2 separate regions of the Hordeum vulgare genome follow, and region 2 is linked to region 1. The links are chromatin contacts, called in public Hi-C maps. All regions are on one chromosome and are shown on one strand. Each heading gives the region's core, a stretch centred on a gene start, on an enhancer-like site or on the middle of the called end of the contact. The rest is flanking DNA. Distances are from core to core; before and after follow the strand shown. Region 1 holds the start of LOC123413455. Region 2 holds the start of LOC123443798 (probable glycerol-3-phosphate dehydrogenase [NAD(+)] 3, cytosolic).

Region 1 (3,285 bases), core at 747-3,246:
CCTCCTCTCGTAGATGGTCATCACCATGGATAGATTTTATGTGTGCATAGGAAAAAATTTGTTTCCCATGCAAAGTTCCCCAACAATTACACAAGGGGCATATCCCATTCCCCGAACCATGCCTCTTGACCACCTCCGTACCAGTCTACGAGATATGAGGCAATCCGTCAACACTACCAAACAAAGATCTTGAATTTCAACGGTAGTGGCACCTTCCATAGGGGTGTCATCCACCGGATGCGAGGAGTGCGGCATAGTGCATGGTACACCAATGCAACGGAGAAATCTCCCGAAGGAGAGAGCAACCACCTCGCTCGATCCGGGCTACTGCCAATCACCAGCAGGAGGACGGCCAAAAGATTGGAATATTCGAGCACTTCTGCGAGTCCCAAAGAGTGTCGGAACTGGATGTTCCAATGGCCCTCCCAGGCATCTTCTGAAACCCGAAGCAAGGAGTCCGCACGTATAGCAAATAATAGAGGGACCCCCTACAAAGGGGGTATCCTCGACCAAAGGATCCAACGAGAACAGGGTCCCCTCGCCATTGCCGAGATAGAACACCAATCCAAAGCAGATCTCGTGTTTAATCTTTTGGATGGATCTCCAAAACTAAGACCCGTCCATAGAATCACACGCTAAGAGCGGCAAGCCGTGAAGGTACTTGGCTTGAAGAAGCTGGAGCCAAAGTTCCCTATCATTGCAGATGATCCGCCAGACCCATCTGAGCTTTAGGGAGACCTTCATCCGTCGGGAAGCCAAGATCCCTAGCCCACCACACTCCTTAGGAAGGCAGATGTCGGTCCATTTTACCATGTGGTATTTTTGGCGGCCATTCATGGCTTGCCAGAAGAAACGGGCAAGGGCCTTATCAAACGCAACATGCACACCATAAGGAAGGGAGTACATCCCCATGATATACATGGGAAGGCTGGAGAGGTTGGAATCTATTAGGAAGGTCTTACTCCCCTTGGAGGTAAATCTACCACACTAGGGTTCCGCCCGCGCGCCAACCTTCTCCACTAGGGGGTAAAACACACTCATGAAGACCTTAGAGTTAGAGAGCGGCATGCCCAAGAAGTCAATAGGAAATGTGGCCAACGTGCACTTTAGGTTATCTGTAATCTGTTGCTTCTCCACCTTGGAGCATCCCAGGATGATAAATTCGCTCTTAACGAAGTTGAACTTAAGGCCTGGCATCTCTTCGAAGCAAAGAAGAAGAAACTTCAAGTTTACTATATCTAAATCAGATCCTTCAACCATGATCATTGTATCATCAACATACTGGAGATGGATAACCCCGCCTCTAGCAATGAGGTGTGGCACCACTCCAGGTATGTAGCCCGTTGCCCTTGCCTTATCAATAATAGAGGCGAGGGCATCATCCGTCAGGTTGAATAATAGCGGGAAAATTGGGTCACCTTGTCGAACCCCACTCGAGAAACGGAAGTAAGGTCGTACCTTCTCATTGATATTGATCGTCGTGCTTCCGGTGTGCACTAGTTGCATAACCCAAGAGCACCAACTATCAACAAAATCCCTCCACTCAAGGACCAGGCGTAGGAAAGATCAGTCAAGGCGATCATATGCCTTTTGAAAATCCAGCTTCAAGAAGACACCCCCCGCCCTACGACTGTGGACTCGTGAACAATCTCGTGGAGCGCAAGGATCTCATTATAAAAGCGACACCCTTTTAAAAAGGTTAAATGGAGTGGGTGGGCAATCCGCCAATTCATGTGGTGGTAGTTACCACATTTTTATTATTGAATTGCCAATTGCATCTCTTCTATACTTTCTTTGAATGTATTTAGCGTTTATTGAGCAAAATAAAATTTGCGTTTACCAATACTTTCTCTCTCTTAGAGAGAGAGAGAGAGAAACTAGCTGGCCCAACTGAAATAAACAAAAGCCTAAATAAGTAGCCCATTGGGCCCAAAAGGAGCAAGCACAGGTGCCACGTTACCCTTCTTCCGCTGAACACGTGGTGATCTAACCCAGTTGAGCACTGACGAAGCGAAGAGGGGATTGGGTTGCCTCGGTAAAAAAGAAAGGATCTCCTTGGCTGCGTGGAAGGAACCAGAAAAGGCGAGCTCTCGAATCCGCGGCGCCTCGTTTCTTCGCCGACTCGATCTGCAGGTGGTGAGTGCCTAGCCGCTGCTTAGTTTCCTCCGCTCTCTGCTTGATCTGTTTTCATTTTCCGGTCCGGTCTTGTGTTGCTTTGCAGCGTCGCATGGATGGATCCATATGAGTAGTGTTCATGTAAAGTTACTAGTGTTTCTGCAGGTCGCTGGAGCAGCTCTATTTGTGCTTTGTTCTGAGATTACTAAAGAAAAGGGAGTCAAATTAATCTTGGCGCTAGTAGAAAGATGTAATAATGAAAGTAATATAAGGTGAGATCTGTAGCAGTGTGATGTTTGATAGTACTACTAGTTTTTGTACACGCGCGCGAGCAAAGAAGCCTTAGAAGATACCACTGCGTTTCTGACTGAACTGAGTCATTTCTATAGCTGCAACTGGAAGCCACAGCAGGAATGATGTGTTATACCTTACATGAACACTGCAGTAGCTTTGCCTGCAGTTTCCTTTGTTGCATATAACCAGGAATATAGGTAGCTTACCAAGGAGGAGGGTACCTTATCTGCATCTTGTCAAAGGCTTCTGAAGTTCTGACTAACAGCAAACTTTTTTGAGCATGAAGCTATTGTCTATAGGGTGGTGTCTTGGCATGGAGTTTTCATATCTGGTGGCATATATTGGCAGGCATGGACGGGAAGAACCTCGGCAGTGGACAACAAGCTCCACAAGCTAAACCAGATGCCATGACTGATGACCAGGTGGCCCTGAAGGACGCCGCAGTTTCTGACACCGGAAATGCAAATGGCCATGATGTTGTGGATATGAACATGGAAGCTGCCATCTCCGCCGATGATGTCATGCGAGCCGGCGGATTCGGTGCCAAAGACGACATTGGCAGCCTCCTACCGACGGCGATGGACTCCACTGACTTCGAGGCCTCGCTGCGGGACGCCCGCGACTTTGAAGGCGAGAAGGAGCAACCGTCGCGCCCTGGGCTGGGTTACAGGGCAACGGAAGCTGACGCGGGAATCAAGCCGTCGGACGCACCGCAGCAGTGATCCTGCTTCATGGGGCAACTTCTGCTTCATGGGGCAACTTCTGTTTCAGAAAGACAAAACACGGCATCCATGTTTGACGTTTCTGTAGTTTTCCAGCTTCTGTTGTGCTTCAGTTGGTAGCCCCGACATCTTGTTGTTTTGGTGCTGGATGGAA
Region 2 (3,570 bases), core at 304-2,803, 210 kb before region 1:
CCGGCTGTACAGTGAACAATGTAGAGCTCTTGTCATGCATGGATCTTGTCATGATCAGATTGTCAAGCCCCTGCCGCTAAGCAGTCTACAATGAAGTAAAAAATAGTGTTGTAGTTGTTTTTACTCCTGTTGCAAAACAGAGTTGTAATTTGTTTGTCATACTAGATTAATTTATTTCACTGTATTATCAGTCTTACTGTACATCCGTGTGATTCTTTGTAAGCAAACTTTCCAATAGACAGAAAGATCAGCTTCCTTTACACCAAACATTAGGTTTTGAAACTCTAAAAAATATTCATATGTCAAATGATTCTGTTAAACAATATGTTTTCACCTCACTGCAAAGTACAATGTTTACACCGACCAAAAGGATTGTTTTCATGTCATAACAACTATTTTTGCCATCGCATAAAATCAGTGAGAAAAAAGTGTAGTACATGTTATTTGATGGTTATGCATCCATCGATGAAAGGAATGCTTCCATGATACAACCATGTTGCATCAGCTTAAAAACATCAGTGTACTAGATTTCTGTTGTTGAAAGTAATTGTAATCAACCAGAATTATTTTCAGGATATTCCATGATTTACAGAAGTAGTTAAGAGTAAGAATTAACTGATGCTTCCATGACGTCGGTGCATGCATCTGGTAGGTGCATGCTCAATTTGGTAGCCCGTCGTGATTTAGAGCATCTCCAACACGCGCCCAAAAACTGCTCCGCGCGCTAAAAGATTCGTTTTTTGGGCGCCGGACTGCTCCAGCAGAAGCTGCAAAACGCTGCGCGCGCTAAAAACTTTTGGGCGCGCGCTCAAAAACGCTATCGCGCGCAGCATATTTGATGCGCCGGCTTGCACGCGCAGCAAACTCTGAGCGGCTGCAGATGGGACCGCTGGATCGGACTGGATTGGGCGCTGCACTAGCGCGCGTCTGTTGGAGATGCTACGGTCCCCGCGCTTCAAAACTGCTACAGTGACGCGCTAAAAAATTTATTTGACGCCGATTTTTTGCGCTGCCGTTGAAGATGCTCTTAAGGAATAGTAATAACAAACGCCAACCCAACTCACGTTTACTTGGCCATCGAGACAAAAGTAATCCAACAACCAGTAGTCTGATAGGTAGCTGGGGATCAGTGGTCTGATCGTTCCCATATGTACTGTATTTGCGAGCGAGGCGAGTCAGCCTCCGCAGGAAATGGTCCGCGACCCCACCAGCCAGCAACCGGCGTCCGTCATCAACTCGTCAGGCCGTCCGTCGCCATCTTCCGCCCCGGCCGCGCCCGTCCCTCTCGGACGGGCGGCGCCACCCCAAAATCCACCTGTTTTGACCCGGCCACCCCCCCACCGCCGGGCGTCACTGCCCTCCTCATTCCCCTCGTGCTCCCAAATCGGGACGCGCTCTCCTGTAGAAGCGGAAACCCCGGTACAAAACCTCCGTTCGCTCGCCAACTTTACTGCCCCGCGCCGTGGCCGCGAGAGAGGGACAGCTGCGAGACCGGCACGGGCGGGCGGGCGGGCGGGCGCCGCCACCAACCGTCGGCGCGCAATTCAAACGGGCGGCGGCCGGGAGGGACAGCGGGGCCGCAGCTGGGGGATTTAAATGGCGCGTCTTGGCCCCCGCATCCGGCATCCCCCCCTCGATCCCACCGCCACCTCCCCCGTCCCGCTCTCGCTTAGCTGGCCTGCGAGCCTCGATCTCTCCTCGCGCGTGGCCGGCCAGGCGGACTGAGCTAGCCGGAGGCCGCGGCGATGGTGGGGAGCTACGCCAACGGAGCAGGACTGGGGAAGAAGGGCGCGGCGGAGGGGAAGCTGGACGAGCTGCGGCGGCGGCTGGGGAAGGCGGAGGGGGACCCGCTCCGGATCGCCGGCGTGGGCGCGGGGGCCTGGGGGAGCGTCTTCTGCGCGCTGCTGCAGGACGCCTACGGCCGCGACCACCGCGACAAGGCGCAGGTGCGCGTCTGGCGCCGCCCGGGCCGCGCCGTCGACCGCGCCACCGCCGAGCACCTCTTCGAGGTCATCAACGCCCGCGAGGGCGTCCTCCGCAGGCTCATCCGCCGCTGCGCCTACCTCAAGTACGTCGAGGCCCGCCTCGGCGACCGCACGCTCTACGCCGACGAGATCCTCCGCGACGGCTTCTGCCTCAACATGATCGACACGCCGCTCTGCCCGCTCAAGGTCGTCACCAACCTGCAGGAGGCCGTCTGGGACGCCGACATCGTCATCAACGGCCTGCCCTCCACCGAGACCAGGGAGGTGTTCGGGGAGATCGGGAGGTACTGGAAGGAGAGGATCAACCCGCCCATCATTATCTCGCTGGCCAAGGGGATCGAGGCGTCGCTCGATCCCATGCCTCGCATCATTACCCCCACACAGATGATCGCCAATGCAAGTGAGTTCTTTGCTCAACTTTACTTATTTAGTACTTTCTTTTTGTTACATCATCAAATCCACCGCTTAATAGTTTAATACCGTACTTTAGCCGCTAAACTGAATGTGATGTTCCTGATGAAGTATGCAGGCTTATCTTGAATTTTGATCTATACTTAGTGTTACTGTCGTTCATTTCCTTTATCTGTACTTAGTGTCCTCCACAGCTACTAAATGATTATACAGCACATTCTCTATGTCCGCTATCAAATAATTGGAGAGCTAGTTAATGCCCTTACACTAAATGGCTCGCCATGAATGTCCAAGTGTTATGTCCTGCAATGCTTGACCTGGTGTAGTGGTTAGTACATACACATCATTTTAGCAAGCTGTGTCTCCATTAGTACTGAATAATAAGCGCTCTAGTTTCCTCTCATATTAATTCATTTTGTATGTGTCAATGCATCGTATATACTTTGGCATGTTACATACTCCAATTAAGGCTCTGACGAAGCTTTGTTTGTCATGGGTTTTATTGTAGCTGGAGTTCCATTGGAGAATATTCTATATCTCGGAGGCCCTAACATTGCTTCTGAAATCTACAATAAAGAGTATGCAAACGCTCGCATCTGTGGAGCTGACAAGTGGAGGAAGCCTCTTTCTAAATTTTTGCGGCAGCCTCATTTCATCGTATGGGATAACAGTGATCTCGTTACACATGAAGTCATGGGTGGCTTAAAGAACATATATGCCATTGGTGCTGGTAAGTTCCCGTGTGCTCTTAACTGCTGTCATACTGTATTTTGGTGAGCATGCCCCATATTATCTTTATCAGGAAAATGAATTGCGGTTTGGAGCCTTCCTTTTTTTAGACACGGGGAACAAAACTGTTGCCATTTTTGCAGCAAACCAGAAACGTGTTGAGACCTCATGTCAAATACCCTGTCCTGTACCATGTACTCCCTCCGTAAACTAATATAAGAGCGTTTAAATTACTATTCTAGTTATCTAAACACTCTTATATTAGTTTACAGAGGGAGTAATATGTTAGTTGAATCTACTGTATCTTGCGTTGATGTTATCACTCTCACACATTACTTGCTGCTATGTTGCATAGATGCCATTAATGCGAGATACGGTAGACTCAAACTACTGATGAATTCAGTATGTGCCAACAAATAATAATTGTCGGATGGATATGTGGCTC

What was found. A called contact is a pair of places that touch in the nucleus more often than the background predicts.
Region 2: a Hi-C map of seedling shows a contact between it and region 1, with 2.5 times the contacts expected there. The contact joins the promoter of LOC123443798 here to the promoter of LOC123413455 in region 1. A contact is called at or near these places in 1 of 6 Hi-C or Micro-C datasets (seedling) and 1 of 1 datasets of contacts at active chromatin or transcription factors (embryo).

What each region holds. Positions count from the first base shown.
Region 1 is chr1H:445,609,318-445,612,602 of MorexV3_pseudomolecules_assembly, reverse strand. LOC123413455 reads left to right here and starts at 1,996. Exons shown (of 2, transcript XM_045106409.1): 1 at 1,996-2,133; 2 at 2,758-3,285. The coding sequence starts at 2,760. The coding sequence ends at 3,131.
Region 2 is chr1H:445,817,207-445,820,776 of MorexV3_pseudomolecules_assembly, reverse strand. It overlaps LOC123443798 (probable glycerol-3-phosphate dehydrogenase [NAD(+)] 3, cytosolic), which reads left to right and starts at 1,553. Exons shown (of 5, transcript XM_045120332.1): 1 at 1,553-2,385; 2 at 2,905-3,126. The coding sequence starts at 1,746.